5 separate regions of the Mus musculus genome follow, and regions 2, 3, 4 and 5 are each linked to region 1. Evidence: chromatin contacts called from public Hi-C, HiChIP or PLAC-seq and promoter capture Hi-C data. All regions are on one chromosome and are shown on one strand. The core of a region is the stretch at or near the end of the contact, and the rest is flanking DNA. Distances in the headings are between cores, read along the strand shown.

Region 1 (2,700 bases), core at 197-2,696:
AGCCCTGGTCTTTTTCTAGGATTGAAAACATTGGTGTTAAAAGAAAAAAGAAGTCAGGTGTGGTGGTGCATGCCTTTAATCCCAGCACTCAGGAGGCAGAGGCAGGCGGATTTCTGAGTTCGAGGCCAGCCTGGTCTACAGAGTGAGTTCCAGGACAGCCAGGGCTACACAGAGAAACCCTGTCTCAAAAAACCAAAACCAAAAAAAAAAAAAAAAAAAAAAAAAAAAAAAAAAAAGCCTCACTGGGAAAAAATAAGAGGAATCTAATAAAAGCCTGTGCTTCTTCCTGGGGCAATGGAAGCCTCGGATGCTCTGTCTGGACCTTGATTCACTTAGGAGGCTCCTTCTCAGAGTCCCCTTTACATTTTCATAGGCCAGAGGACTCGGGGTGTGGTTGTAGAGGATGTTTCCACCCGAATGCCTGCTGCCTGGACTTGCCCATCACCCCACACACACCCTTTTCCCCCTAAAATAAGGTTCGTGAAGAACAGGGTGCTGCTACAAGTAGGTGAAGTTGGTGAGCCCTGACAAGCCTAAAAAGTAGACAGGCCACCATCTGTCTTCACTGTGTGCATTAAAGAAAAAATGGTGAAAAGCTGGCTACGACTTTGCCAATGTGGTCACACTGGAAAGAAAAGAGAAAAGACAAGAAAGGAAAGGGGAAAAGGTTCAGTGACTCCCCAAAGTCCATCTTTGGAGTCCCGACATGAGGTTCAGATTCTCAAATAGAAAGCAAGTGGTGTACATAACTAAGCAGTCTTGGTCAAGGTGTGGTCTTGCCGGTTATTGATCCACCATTATCTCAGTTCCAGTCTATCCCACAAGATAGTCTGACCAGTTGCCAAATCTGTGATATAGCTTACTGGGTGACAAAACTCCTCCTCTAGCTGGCACACACAAGCTTCAGTCTTTTCTTTCCCCCAGCACACAAGATTCATGGGGGAAAGCCCAGTAGCTGAAGGAAGGACACAAGTGTCTTTTGCCTTCAGAATCGCTTCATACCTGCCAAGACAACTAAATAAGTGGTTGGACGAGCCCTTACTGGCTCAGGAGCCATCATGGGCAAAATCACTCCTAGCCTTTATGTTTTCTCCACGAATACAACACATATAGACATCCCTGTCCTTGGTGGGTCAACATTAGAGCACAAAACTACTTGTTACTGTCTACCAGAGTGCTTCCTGGACAACTATGAGTAGGTGCCTGGCCCAGAAGCAGCGCCTGGCCAGAATTAGAAGCTCAAAGGTCGGATGCGCTCTCTCCGAGCCTGGGTATCCCAGGGTCACCCTGGAGCCAGCCACGGTCTCCCCAAATGCACACACTAGGCACCTGCTGGAAGTTCTGTGGCTAAAAGAAGTACCTAACAGCAGGAGGGCGGACTTCCGGGAGGAAGCAGGTGTCCTCCTGGTGGCGACAGCTTCGTGACGTCACCATATCGCGACTGCGAAGGGGCGGTCCCTATATTCCTTGGAGAAGAGTTAAGTGCTTGCAGCGGTACTGGCTGTGGCTTCTCCGCCCTCCCCTCTTGTCCTGCGGCTCCGCAGGCGTCCGCTGACAGCGCAGGAAGCCGGACAAGTCCGGCTGCAACGACCAGGTAAACTGAGGCTAGGCCAACTCAGAGGGAGTTGAACCGGACGTTGGGAGCCGAGTGGCTGACCTCGGTTCCCAGATCAGCAGGGTCACACGCACGGCGCAGCGCCTCAAGCTGCCCATTGCTGTGCTGTTTGCTAAGGGACCTTTGTGCTGCGAGTCATAGTGATTCGAGAGAATGAAATAACCTGTGAGCGCCCGTCACAGATTCATCATCAGCGGGGCTTAGAGTTATCAGAGAGCAGGTGTTCTGCCTTACCTCCACGGCCATGACCATGGGCTGGTAGCAGTTAGGACCTGAGAGGAGTAGGCAGGATTGAAACTAGATTATCTTGCTTGAGAAGTATCTTGCTTTTGAATTAAGAACTTCAATGTCATCTAGACATGGATTCAAATGCCAATTTTCTTTTAGCTGTAAGACCCTTGAACCTTAGGCAAACCAAACCCCTCTTACCCTATCCAAGCCTTGGCTTGTTCATCTGTAAAACTGGACCAGCAGCACCTGCCAAGCCACCGTCAAGAGAATTATAGTAGACCTCACAAGTGAGACACTTGGCTTTCCCTGGGACAGTACTGTTTTAGTGTATGGTGTGACTGGTCACATATGCTGGACCAGCCTTTGGACTGTGGCATGGCGGTACTTGTGTAAAACGACAGAGCAGGAGATGGAAAGCCTTTGGTTTTCTGGCCAGACTTGCAAGCTGGCACTCTGGTGATCCTGAACAGGGTAGGTTGGCTCAACCAGGTGAGGACCAAGAGCCCTGAACTGACGGAGCTACGTCTAGCAGTCTCTCTCATTTTTAGTATAAAGACGTGTGTGTGTGTGTGTGTGTGTGTGTGTGCGTGTGCGTGTGCGCGTACGCGTACTTTAGTCTTTGAGACAGAGTTTTTCATTGGCCTGAAACTCAACAATTAGGCTAGACTGGCTGGCTAGCAAGCCCCAGGAATCTACCTGTCTCCACCTATCCGGCACTGGGATTACAAGCATAGACCACTGTGTACAAACTTTTTTATGTGGGTTCTGGGGATTTAACTGATCTTCAGGCTTTCAGTGGAAACATTTTACCAGCCATGCTGTCTTCCTAGCCCCACACTGGTTTTAAAAGAAAG
Region 2 (2,700 bases), core at 96-2,595, 160 kb before region 1:
ATAACGAGAGTTCTGGGGACACAGCTCAATGGAGAATAAAAGGTTCTGCATTCACACCCAGCACTACCAGACCCAACTATTTTCCTGTAGATTCTACTTAAATAGAAAAGTCTTAGATGTTTCCAATGTCTCTAACTTAGAGGCATTTCTTTCTTAGCAATTAGCTTCTATTTATAGCCATGAATAATATAGCTCTAGAAAAAAAATTTCCTTTGAGAGTATGTGTGTATGTGCAGGGGAATATACTAGGCAGGTGAAGAGAAAGTGCTTAGGCACACTAAATCACTGTTGGTTTATTAGACTGTGTGACTCGGGGGATAGGGACTCCTCTAGTACCTACGGGGTAGAACCGAGAAGCACCCAGTAACAGGCTCACCAGAAGACCGGGGTCTAATCCCATCACCACAGAAAACGTCCCACCCCCCTGTCTCCCCTGTTCCATCACTAACCACCTACTTCCTCAGCTCCTTACCCAGTACATCATGTCCAGCTCCCAGCAACAGTGACAGGCACACGGGAAGCAAAGGTGCAGTCTGAACGAAGCAGGCCTGAGACACAGCAGGAGTGGCTGTCACAGTCACCACCCCAGGAATGTTCAGCACCACTAAGATTAATGTTACAGGGGAACAGACAATACCAAGGAACAGACTGTAAAGTACACAGACAGGGTGAGTCTATGAAAGAATCAAAAACATGCCAGGGGTGTGCTTCGGTGGCAGAGCACTTGTCTAGCTCGTCCAAGATCCTGGGCTCGCTCTATCTCTGGTACTGTAAGCAGAAAAAAGATGTCTGATACTAAGTGGAGCATACTGGCTCATCAAGTTATCATAACACTTAGCAGAAGGATCAACCCTGGCCACATGGAAAGTTAGGTTTTAGTCACTATTCTACTGCTGTGAAGAGACACCGTGACCAAGGCAACTCTGATAAAAGACAGCATTGACTTAGAGCCTTCTTTATACTTTCAGAAGGTTAGTTCATTATCATCATGGCAGGAAGCATGGTACCAGGCAGCAGGTATGGAGCTGAAAGCTTTAAATTTTGATCCATAGGCAGCAGGCAGAAAGATAACCTCAAGGGTCATCCCCAGTGACATACCTCCTCCAACAAGGCCACACCTAACCCTTCCCAAATAGTTCCATTAACAGGACCAAGCATTCAAATACATGAGTGTATGGGGCCATTCTCATTCAAACCATCACACCCAGTCTCAAACAATGAATAAACAAACAAAGACAAAACACTCAAAATGCCGCCAGCCATCGAAGCAGGGAGCATCTCTGATGGGCTTACTGCCAGACTGAACACAACAAGGACTTCTAGGTGGAGGCTACCTCAAGAGAAACGTACACAGCAGGAAAAAGAGGGAGGGTGCATCTAAGTAAGACCCACACTCAGCATATCATAGTCTCACTGCTAGAGACCAAAGATAAAGGAGAAAGAAGACAGAAGAAAACATTACCTAAAGAGGAGCAGAAATAAGCAATTCACCCAACTTCTCAGAAAGTATGAGAGAAAATACTTACAACTATCAAAGAGATGTCTCATGGACCTATAATTAAGCAAAGACTCAGACAAACAACCGACGGGCTTTGTTCCAATCAACCTGCCTTGTAAGCTAAGATACAAGACAACGAAGAGATGGGGGTCACAAGCACAGACTTACATTAACAAAAACAAACAAACAAACAAACAAACAAACAACCTTTAACTTTCCTTATTAGATTTAACAGATGTTTGTTCAAAACCATAACAGCAACAGTGACTCAACGAGTGTTGCTCAGGTTTATGAGGCCTGAATGAACGGCAGCAGGGGCATGAGGGGAGGGGCAGGAACCTAACCCTCCATGGCTGTAAGGTACCTGACTAAACTAGCTACAAAGCAGGATCCTAGGAGAGACCTGGATCCGTTGTAAACATACATAGCAAACTCTAGAGCAACTACTAAAAAAGAGAAAAAAGAAGTGTAATTGATATTGGCAGATACTGACTTTACTACATTACAGTCACTTTATGCTGATGACCTAAAAAACACCAATTAAAGGTAAATAAGACTAGTCTATCAGAGAAGACAAAAAACAAAGCAGACCAACAAACGGAACACCCAGACCTGAGGTTGTATCTGACAGGAGGTTTGTATCTATACTACACAACAAGAGCAATTACAGCTGATAATAAAAACACAAATAACCCAAATTTTTTAAGTGGACAAAGGACCTGAATGGGCCACATGACCTGACAAGCCGACGAGGACACTCAACAGCATTTGCTTTTAGGGCCATGTGAGTGAAGGTGACAGTGAGACACACTTCAGACACAGTGGGATCACTACCACCTAGAGTCCAGGAAACACAGCCGAGGGTGAGGCCACAGCCTGGCACAGTATTTATGGACAGAAACGGCACACAACTGCCGGGAGAACTGCCTGGGAGTGGCTCAGCGGGTCAGGCTATCCAACTTCTCTGTAAAATGTAGTTGAAAACATTCATCTTCAGATGACTCGGTAACAAACACGACCTAAGTGTCACAGCAATGGCTGTGCATGTTACTACTATTAGCTATGTCCTAATTCACTTACATTTACTAGTTTAAATAACGAATTGCTCCTGATATTTGCATCTAACATTCCCATCACACAGCTATATACCATGTGCTCTGTAAGACAAATCTATAATTATTTATTTGAAAACAAAGAAGGTT
Region 3 (2,700 bases), core at 79-2,578, 170 kb after region 1:
ATAAATCAATGCCAATGGGCTTTTCCACAGACAAAACATAATGGTACAGTATTCGAAGAGTTCTAAAACAGTAAAAACAAAACAAACAAACAAAAAAAACCTAACCTAACTCTTACTGGTTAGAATATCCAGGCCATTGCTTTGTGCAAACAGACAAAATCCCTCCCAGCTTCTTGAATGTGCCAAGACACAAGTCACAATGACAGTGGGCTGTCCGCGCAAAGCCCGAGTTCCATCTGGATCGCAGTCATTTTATAAATGGCATGCTACATCACACACACACACACACACACACACACACACACACACACACACCCTTGGGCTTATTTTAAGCCCTATTTTGAATTTGCACTTTTCTGGGTACACTGATTACCCGAAAAATCACCTGTATACCTCAGATATCTAATTTGGTTTTGGAGTATTTTCTTTAGTGTCATACTACCCATTCGAAGTCGTCTCTCTTGTGGTTATTTTTAACCTGACAAGTGGATTTAACAGGCATGGGGGCAGTAACACGGGGTGCTAAAATGGGTTCAATCTATTGCATCGTACTCAAAAGACCACTGGGCAAACTGGGCACTGTCAACAGCTCAAGCCCCAAGGTGCCCACCAACCTCCCGCCCAGGCCCACCCTTCTCTACGGAACAGGGACGCCAACTGCAGCCAAGAGGCTCACCTCTGCAACTCCTCCTCCTGGATTCTCTCCTCGTCCCATACGAAAACACCGGAGAGCGCCGCCATCAAAACAGAGGCATGGCCGGGGCGGCCTCGCAGCCGGCGCCAGAAGCGTCCGAGCAGGGCGCAGCGCGAGCTCTCGGAATACAGGCGGCCGTAGAGCTGCGCGATCTGCTGCGCTCGCCGCACGCGCAGGCCCGTCACGAAGCGGCACTGATTGGCCAGCGCGGACAGCAGGCCCCCGCCCCGCGCGCCCGCCAGCCAGGCGGCCAGGGTGGCCGGTGGCCTCCTCGGGAACATGTCGGCCTCTGTGGATTCCCGCGCCTGCCGCGGGGCCCCGGAGAGGAAGGGCTGGGGGAAGGCAGGCCGGGCCGTCCGCGCAGTCCCCTTAACGGGTTGACCCCGAGGCCACCTCACGCTCCAGAAGCCAGGAGCCGTCCCTCATGCCTTTTTGCAGAAGCGGCTGAGGTAGCGTGGCTTCCGAGGAGAGCGCCGTTGCACGAGGCCCTCTCGGTCCCGACAGCCCGCCCGTCTGTGTGTACGGCGGGAACTCGCGGGGCCCCCGCGGCCAGGGCGCGGGAAGCAAAGCGGTGGCCGTCCCAGGCCACAGCAGAAGCGGTCCCGTGCGCCTGTGTCCGCCTCTCGCGCCGAGTGCGCGCAACCTAACCTGTTTGTCCTGCCCGCACTCTGATTGGGCGCATCTCAGAACCCTGGGCGCTCATTGGCTAAGCCAAAGTGCTCCTCCGCCCTTGCTCCGGGCTGCCTGGTAGCAAGCTAGGTGGCGTGGCGGGAGGGCCTGTCAAGGGCGCCTGGAGAGTGACCCTCGGACCCGGCGGTGCAGCCATTTAGGGACGTCTCACCCGGTCCGGAGGAGAGGCACGGTCAGGTGCGGTGGCGTTCCGTTGTCCTGAGAGGCCCGGCCTGTTTCCCTGTTCTCTACAGTCCCGGGAGGGGCGGTGCACGCCCTACGTGACCCCGCACCTATCACAGCCCAGGGGCAGCTTCCTTGGTCCCCCTTGCCCTGATTCCCCGAGCCCTCCTAAGTATCTGCGGCAGGGACGCGGTTCTGGGTTCCGGCTCCGAGAGAGTACGGGTGGTCCATCCTTAGGGCCGAAGAACACCTTGCAGAGAACTCGAGGGCGGGTGACCCGTTGCTCTCTGAAAATGCGTTAGGCCTGAGCAGTCTCTGACTCGGAGGAGGCAACAAGGTAGGAGAGTAACCAGGTTTCCCAAAACCTGTCTGGCCACGTGTATGTAACCTAATGGTTACTACATGGAGTCTCAGGATACATCAGTATTCTAAGCCAGGGCCTGGTGGCTCATGTCTGTAATCCCAGCACTCCAGAGGCTGAGGCAGGAGCATTGCCAGCCTGAGCAACAGTGTGTCTCAAATAAATAAATAAATAAATAAATAAATAAAATTGCCAGCCTGAGCAACAGTGTGTCTCAAATAAATAAATAAATAAATAAATAAATAAATAAATAAAATTGCCAGCCTGAGCAACAGTGTGTCTCAAATAAATAAATAAATAAATAAATAAAAATTCTCTGTCCAGTTATAAGATGGAAATAATAGCTGCCCCTTAAGTGAAGAATCAGTCTGCCTCCATTTTAGTCTTAAAAGTCATCTTACAGATAGTAAAGACAAGCCAGTTCACTCCTTTTTATGATTAAACCTGTTTCTCAAGGATTGAGCTATGCCCCACCTATAACCTTAACCACAAATAGTTCTGTACTGTCTCTTCCTAGAATCGTAGTCATTTCTTTGTTTTTTAAAAGTTGTGTATAACCATCTTGCAACCCTACCTCTATTTCAAAAGGCTATACAACCACCTATGACTACCTTGTTAGGCCTACCTTGCAACCGTGCCTTTGTTTTAGGGACCCTTGTAAAACTAACTTGTTATGCTTACAGTGTGCCTCTGTGACCCGGCCCATTTTACCCACCAAATCCCCCGTTTGGAAACTCCCTACCACTGACCTATAAAAGCCTTGTCTTCCTCACATCCAAGGCTGATCTCTGGA
Region 4 (2,700 bases), core at 133-2,632, 130 kb after region 1:
CCACTCCCTGCCCCCTACTCCCACCCTACCTGGAAAGGCTTTACCCAGCAGGGATGAGGACTTCGCTCCCCATATACTCTAGTTCCTCTCAGAGGCCACATCAATTAAGACAGAGTTGCATATGTAACAGGTAGTAGGGAGCAACTGGATACTCTGAGGGAGGTTTCATGATCTCTCCATGAGGGACAATCATTTTGTAAGAAGGCACAGTTGGACTCCCCAGGATAGTGGTTGTTTGGTTCAGAGGACGGTCACTCAGACCACTGATCTAAAAGAAAACCCAAGCCAAGCTGGAAAAAGGATGCTTCAAAACTAGGGTCATAGCTGGGCAGTGGTAGCTTGTGCCTTTAATCCCCGCTCGCAGAGGCAGGTTCGATCGAGGCCAGCCTGGTCTATGTAATGAGTTCCAGAATAACAAGGCTACACAGTGAAACCTGTCTCAGGAAAGAAAGAAAAAAAAAAGGTCTTAGTGTACAATGTTGTCTCAAATATAAATAATAAAAGAGAAAGGTCTAGATTCTATATGAAACTGAATAGGAATGGGTTTCTGATGGGAGAGTCTGGTGTTAAGCCAAGTGAGAAGCCTTGGTCCATCAGATGGCTGATGGTGATTTGGGGAGCTATAGGGACTTTCAGGGACTCAACCCCTCAGCTGAGTAGAGAAGCCAGGTTAGAAAGCTGTGCCAGAAAAACCCCATGTAAGTCAAAGGAGTGGGCTCTTGCGGGCAGAAGGCCTTGGTGACACACTGTAGGCTCACAACATCCCCTCACCTTCACATATACACAGACACAAACATACAGACTCACACACACTTACATGCACATACACAAGCACATGTACTCATGCACACATGCACACACACTTGTACACACACCTGCCCATCCTCTGAGACTCCTCTTAGGCCTTACTTCTTCCCAGAAGCCTTTGCAGATGCCCAGGCTGAATCAAAGGCTTGTCCCTGAGCCACCCAGAGCCTAGGTTCTGCCCCTTTTAGGCTTTATTCTATGTCCACCCACCAGGGCTCCCTGACATCGGGGAGTAGGCCTTGGCAGTTCTGCTTTGTCACACCAGCTAGTGCCTGGATGTCACTGTTTTTCCATTCATTGGATGGATGGACAGCCCACTCTGCCTGCCTCGGTTTATGTTCAGGTTCACCTTGAATACCAGGCTTCCCTGGGGAGTCAGGAACACTAGTTAATCTCAACCCTCTGAAAGGTCACATCCCGTCCTTCTTTCAACAGACACCCTCTCCCCTGCCCCAAGCCCAGGGGTCAGACCATGCTCTGAAAGGGAGCCAAGCAAGGCTGGGGGGGGGGCTGGTTATCAGCAGGATGTGATGACACCCACACAGCCCAGGGTCTTTTTCCACAGCTAAGAACACACAGTGCCAAGTGGCCCCTTCTGCTGGAAGCCACCTTATTTTTCACACCCCCCTCTCTGCTCACATCCTGTTTCCGACCCTCTGACAAAACTGGGCCCCACGCCCTGGGCCCCCACCCTGCCTCCTGGGTTTTCACGTGGCTTTTCTGAGGTAAAGGCAGGCCACAGATCTCTTGGTTTTAAGCTTCTTGGTGGCTTGAGGAATTTACTGCTGAGGTGACAGTCTCAAATGTGTCTAGTGTGGCCACTTGGGGTAGCCTCCTCATAGGTCGTCGGTGAGGGTGAGAGTGAGGAGGGTAAGAATTAGGTGAAGGCTGAAGATACAGGCTGGAAGCTAATGGACACTAACACACTGTATGGCTTCAAGCAGGATCTTTTAGCAGGCTGAAGCTCCCTTGGGCTACAGGAGTCCCGCAGCGGTGGCCTCTTGGTGTGAGCCAGACCAAGAGAATCCACAGGATGGACCAGAGAGGCCTTTGAGGCCAGAGGACAAGAGCCTCCAAATCTGCTTCTTCCTGCCTCTACTATACAACATCCGCTATTTTCTATAATTCCCAGAAATCCATCCATAGGCCACTGTGGGGCCACTTCCCTCACACCAGCCCTTTGACTCAGTTCAAAGAGACAGGAAGAGATGGGAAATGACTGGGAACAAAGGCCTGATACTTTCCCAGCAGGCCTGGCAGGACCCTGGGAGTGTCTGCTGCCCTCCTCAGGCAGCAGGAGGTTCGCTCCTCCTCTTCCCTGTCTCCCCTGGCTGATTCCACCAACCTCTCTCACTGCCCTTAGCTCTCTTCTCCTCGGCTTCTCTCCTTCCAGGGCAGAGTAGGAGAAGCTGCCCCCCCCGACTGTAGTCAGGCCTGTTTTGAGTATGGCTGAGGTTGATGGTCTCAGATCTCCTTGCTAAGTGAACAGTGTTCTGGTCTGTGTAGCTGACAGAAACATGTGAGTAAGTCAATCATATTGGTGAGCGCAAGCCATGAGCACATGGCCAAGGTCATTGTGTCCACCCAAGGTAAGAAGACATGTGAAACTCTAAATTAACTAAAGGGCCATCAAAAAAAAAGTACTTTTTCCATTGTTTGTTCTGAGACAGGGTCTCACTCTACAGCCTTGGCTGTTCTGAATTCACTTTGTAGACCAGGCTGGTCTTGAACTCAGAAGTATCCATCTGCCTCTGCCTCCCAAGTGCTGGGATTAAAAACATGTTGCACCACACTCGGCTAGATTTTTCAAATACTTTTATTTGTACATTAAATTATACACACACACCATATGAGTACCCTAGGAGACCAGAAGAGGGTGGTGGGTCTCCTGGC
Region 5 (2,700 bases), core at 132-2,631, 210 kb before region 1:
GATGGAGTCATTCTCATGCTTCCTTTGTTGCTAGGCGCAGACAAAGCTGAGTCCCCCTGGTCCTTACTCTCAATCCTTGGCTAACACTTGGGGCAGTCTCACTGAGGAAGAAGATGACAGATAGATTTGGGTAAACTATGGTCAGGAAGGTGAGCATCGAGCAAAGGGTTCCAGGTGAGATGGGAGGGTCACCAAGACAGGGATGGGGAGGCAGATTTCCTTGACGTTGGCCAAGATGACCAGCTAATCCTCCCTCTGGACTTAGAGCCTCCCCCACTTTATCCTGTGGGAATTGGAACTGCCAAGCCTTCCTGAGTGCACCAGTACTTTCCCCTTAAGTCATTAGCCCAAATGTTAAGGCCTTAGCCACAAAGGTTTGAAATAAGCAAAACCAGGGACACTCAAAGCCAGGCAAAGACATTGTAGAGTCAACAGCACCTTTGTGGGCTTTTATAGTTAGTATGCACGCCCTTAGAAATTGCTAACCAACTTCAACTGGATTTGCTAGTTGGTCATCTTATATCCGGCTGGTGGTGGCTTTCTGTGGCCAGTTTGCTTGGGTTTGCCTCCACTAAATATCTCCTTAGAAGGAAGAGACACTCTCAGGATCCAGCAGGGCTACCAAGTTGTAAGCTGCCCAGGGTGAGGGAATAGGGGAAGGGGCCCTGAGGATCTCACAGCTCATCTTATCTAGAGGCCTTGACCTGGGGAGCTGGATATTTGGCGGAGGCACTCACAGGTATCCAAAGCTGACAGCGTGGAGAGGCTCACAATAGAACAGAGCATCTTCCCACTTCAAACCTCTGGTCCTTTCTCATAAGCGGTTGCTCTCATCAGCAAATTCATGGGCATGGAGTCTTGCTTTTGAAAAATATGCCCAGAAATGTACTTCTTGTAGGGAATGGAATAAGGCTGTGCAGAGGGAAAGTGGGAGGGACCCTATACACACAAGACCCTGAACAGTAGTGGCAACTGGGGTAGGTGGAGGTCAAGTTCAGAATCTGAGCTGGAGGTTGAGAAAGGCCATTTCCCTTTCAGCTAGAACAGAGTTTAGCCTTACCGTATGTAATTTAAAAAGAAAAAAAAAAAGGATTGGTGTGATTTAAATGGCAGTTACTGGAGTGTGATACTTGTTTAAAAATAAAGGCAAAAATAAAACGTAAAGTTGTGGTACAAGAAGAGTAAATCCCCAGAAACGACTCAGCAGTCCATAGAGTCAAAGGACACGGGATGGGGGAGAACTGCCCCATCTCCAGAACTGAGGGAATCTCCCCTGGCAATATCTGCCCCAGGAATGCAACTTGTCCCATCACCACCGCCGCCGCCAGACAGCCTCTCAGATTCGTTCTCCTTAGAGTCACTTCCTTCCCTCCTGCTGGCATATAGTTTCCCTGACGAGCCTTGCTGTTGCCCCTAGAACCCCCAGCCTGCCGGTGAGATCGAAATGTGCCCTCCGGGAGCTTGGATGTGAAGGCTGCACATTAACACACCCAGCGGAAGACTGGAGACACGACTAGAGTTAAAGGGAATGGATGTCAAAGTGGGGAAGTCTCCGATAGGTTATTGATGAATAGTGATCACCTGCGTGGCGCGCAACACAGGGAAGTGCAGCGCGCGAGCCGCTCCATCCACTGCCCTCAGGCAGGTGGCAACTAGGGTTAGGTCAGGAGCGTACAGATTCCCAACCCAGTCCTGCAGATCTTCAGAGAGCACTCCGTCGGGTTTCAGGGCGGCGCCAGAGGCGATTCAGCCTTGTCCTCTAGGGCAGTAGACCCGGGCGGGGCGGGTGGCCGGAGCTCCGCCCTCCTCTGACCCTGGCTTTTCAGCTTTTAACCCGCGCGGGAGGGCGCCGCGGCCACTGGGCTCTCCGGAGGGAGCGAGTGGTCAGTGCGGAGCCGGAGGCGAGCGTGTCCAGTCCCAAGGCCGACGCCAGCTCGCAGGCATGGCTCCGGCAGCGGCTTCGGGTGGCAGCACCCTGCCCAGTGGCTTCTCGGTCTTCACCACCTTCCCTGACTTGCTCTTCGTTTGTGAGTTTGTGAGTGATAACGCGCCCTGCTCTGGGAAAGGGACCGGGTGGGTTGAGTTGCTGGGGGTGGGGTGGAGGGGTTGGGGGGGGGGGGAGCTCTGCAGCTCTGTCCCCAGTCACAGGAGGGAACTAAAATCGGGAAAGTTTTCCCCATCTCTCCGTGGTCTGCTCCTTTCTAAATTAGCGGACCGATTTCCCAGGCAGGTGCAGAAAAACCTCTTCCTAGAGTTTAGCTCCTATCCGAGCGCAGCTTCCTTACAAGGTACCACTGAGAGTCCTCCTGAGTAAACAAACCCAGCTAAAGAACCCTTCCATGCTGGCGACAGAGATTTGGAGATCAAGAGTAGCCAGCCTTTTTCAGGCCCTTTGAAGTTTCTGGGAAGGAAATGCCTCTGTGCCAATTTTGAAAAACAGTGGCTGTGCTTTGCTGGGCCGCGGTCCCCAAGCCCTGTGTGAGGGGAGGGAGGAGTCAGGGAAGACAGGTGAATTTTGTCGCCTGCCTTGGCTGACCTTGGGCTGACTCTGCGCCTGGGCTGGGTTCTATTAGCCTTACACTGTAGAACCGACCCACTAGCTTCGAGAAACTTTCCTATTGTGAGCTCCAGCCAGGCTTCAGAGCTACTTCAGTTTCTAGTCCCCAGGGTCCTTTAGCACTTACCTGGACAGGAGGGTGT

The links. Promoter capture Hi-C pulls out the DNA fragments that hold promoters and counts their contacts. A called contact is a pair of places that touch in the nucleus more often than the background predicts. HiChIP or PLAC-seq counts read pairs in DNA pulled down with a chosen protein or histone mark.
Region 2: an H3K27ac HiChIP or PLAC-seq map of embryonic stem cells shows a contact between it and region 1, with 6 read pairs. The contact joins the enhancer-like site here to the promoter of Fahd2a in region 1. A contact is called at or near these places in 3 of 39 promoter capture datasets (embryonic stem cells, epiblast stem cells and neutrophils), 3 of 115 datasets of contacts at active chromatin or transcription factors (bone marrow-derived macrophages, double positive thymocytes and embryonic stem cells) and 2 of 9 other capture datasets (adipose tissue and liver).
Region 3: a contact with region 1 is called in an H3K4me3 HiChIP or PLAC-seq map of the SCID.adh cell line, with 15 read pairs. The contact joins the promoter of Stard7 here to the promoter of Fahd2a in region 1. A contact is called at or near these places in 6 of 39 promoter capture datasets (the C10 cell line, the HPC-7 cell line, HPC-7-derived erythroid cells and 4 more), 3 of 484 Hi-C or Micro-C datasets (CD8 T cells, LSK cells and nephron progenitors), 8 of 115 datasets of contacts at active chromatin or transcription factors (the SCID.adh cell line, effector CD8 T cells, embryonic forebrain and 5 more) and 3 of 9 other capture datasets (adipose tissue, liver and pancreatic islet).
Region 4: a contact with region 1 is called in a Hi-C map of CD8 T cells, with 3 times the contacts expected there. The contact joins the enhancer-like site here to the promoter of Fahd2a in region 1. A contact is called at or near these places in 4 of 39 promoter capture datasets (the C10 cell line, embryonic stem cells, macrophages and 1 more), 1 of 15 datasets of contacts at CTCF or cohesin (pro-B cells), 25 of 484 Hi-C or Micro-C datasets (B cells, CD4 T cells, CD8 T cells and 14 more), 2 of 115 datasets of contacts at active chromatin or transcription factors (kidney and large pre-B cells) and 2 of 9 other capture datasets (adipose tissue and pancreatic islet).
Region 5: a contact with region 1 is called in a promoter capture Hi-C map of embryonic stem cells. The contact joins the promoter of Mal here to the promoter of Fahd2a in region 1. A contact is called at or near these places in 6 of 39 promoter capture datasets (the 3T3-L1 cell line, embryonic stem cells, hippocampal neurons and 1 more) and 1 of 484 Hi-C or Micro-C datasets (stem cell-derived neural progenitor cells).

The regions. Positions count from the first base shown.
Region 1 is chr2:127,443,311-127,446,010 of GRCm38.p6, reverse strand. It overlaps Fahd2a (fumarylacetoacetate hydrolase domain containing 2A), which reads left to right and starts at 1,446. Exons shown (of 8, transcript NM_029629.2): 1 at 1,446-1,594.
Region 2 is chr2:127,603,941-127,606,640 of GRCm38.p6, reverse strand. It overlaps Mrps5 (mitochondrial ribosomal protein S5), which reads right to left. Exons shown (of 12, transcript NM_029963.2): 12 at 2,655-2,700. Among named protein-coding and RNA genes, the nearest start is that of Mrps5, 18 kb to the right of the region's middle. Within about 2 kb of position 1,345, at least 5 of the 459 cell types and tissues checked have an H3K27ac peak or open chromatin away from gene starts, as enhancers often do. A contact at or near this core is called in embryonic stem cells, where this site is marked.
Region 3 is chr2:127,268,857-127,271,556 of GRCm38.p6, reverse strand. Stard7 (START domain containing 7) reads right to left here and starts at 1,328. Exons shown (of 8, transcript NM_139308.2): 1 at 677-1,328. The coding sequence starts at 975.
Region 4 is chr2:127,313,408-127,316,107 of GRCm38.p6, reverse strand. No RefSeq gene overlaps it. Among named protein-coding and RNA genes, the nearest start is that of Gm46762, 21 kb to the left of the region's middle. Within about 2 kb of position 1,382, at least 79 of the 459 cell types and tissues checked have an H3K27ac peak or open chromatin away from gene starts, as enhancers often do. A contact at or near this core is called in B cells, CD8 T cells, the CH12 cell line and 8 more, where this site is marked.
Region 5 is chr2:127,655,376-127,658,075 of GRCm38.p6, reverse strand. It overlaps Mal (myelin and lymphocyte protein, T cell differentiation protein), which reads left to right and starts at 1,381. Exons shown (of 4, transcript NM_010762.5): 1 at 1,381-2,035. The coding sequence starts at 1,943.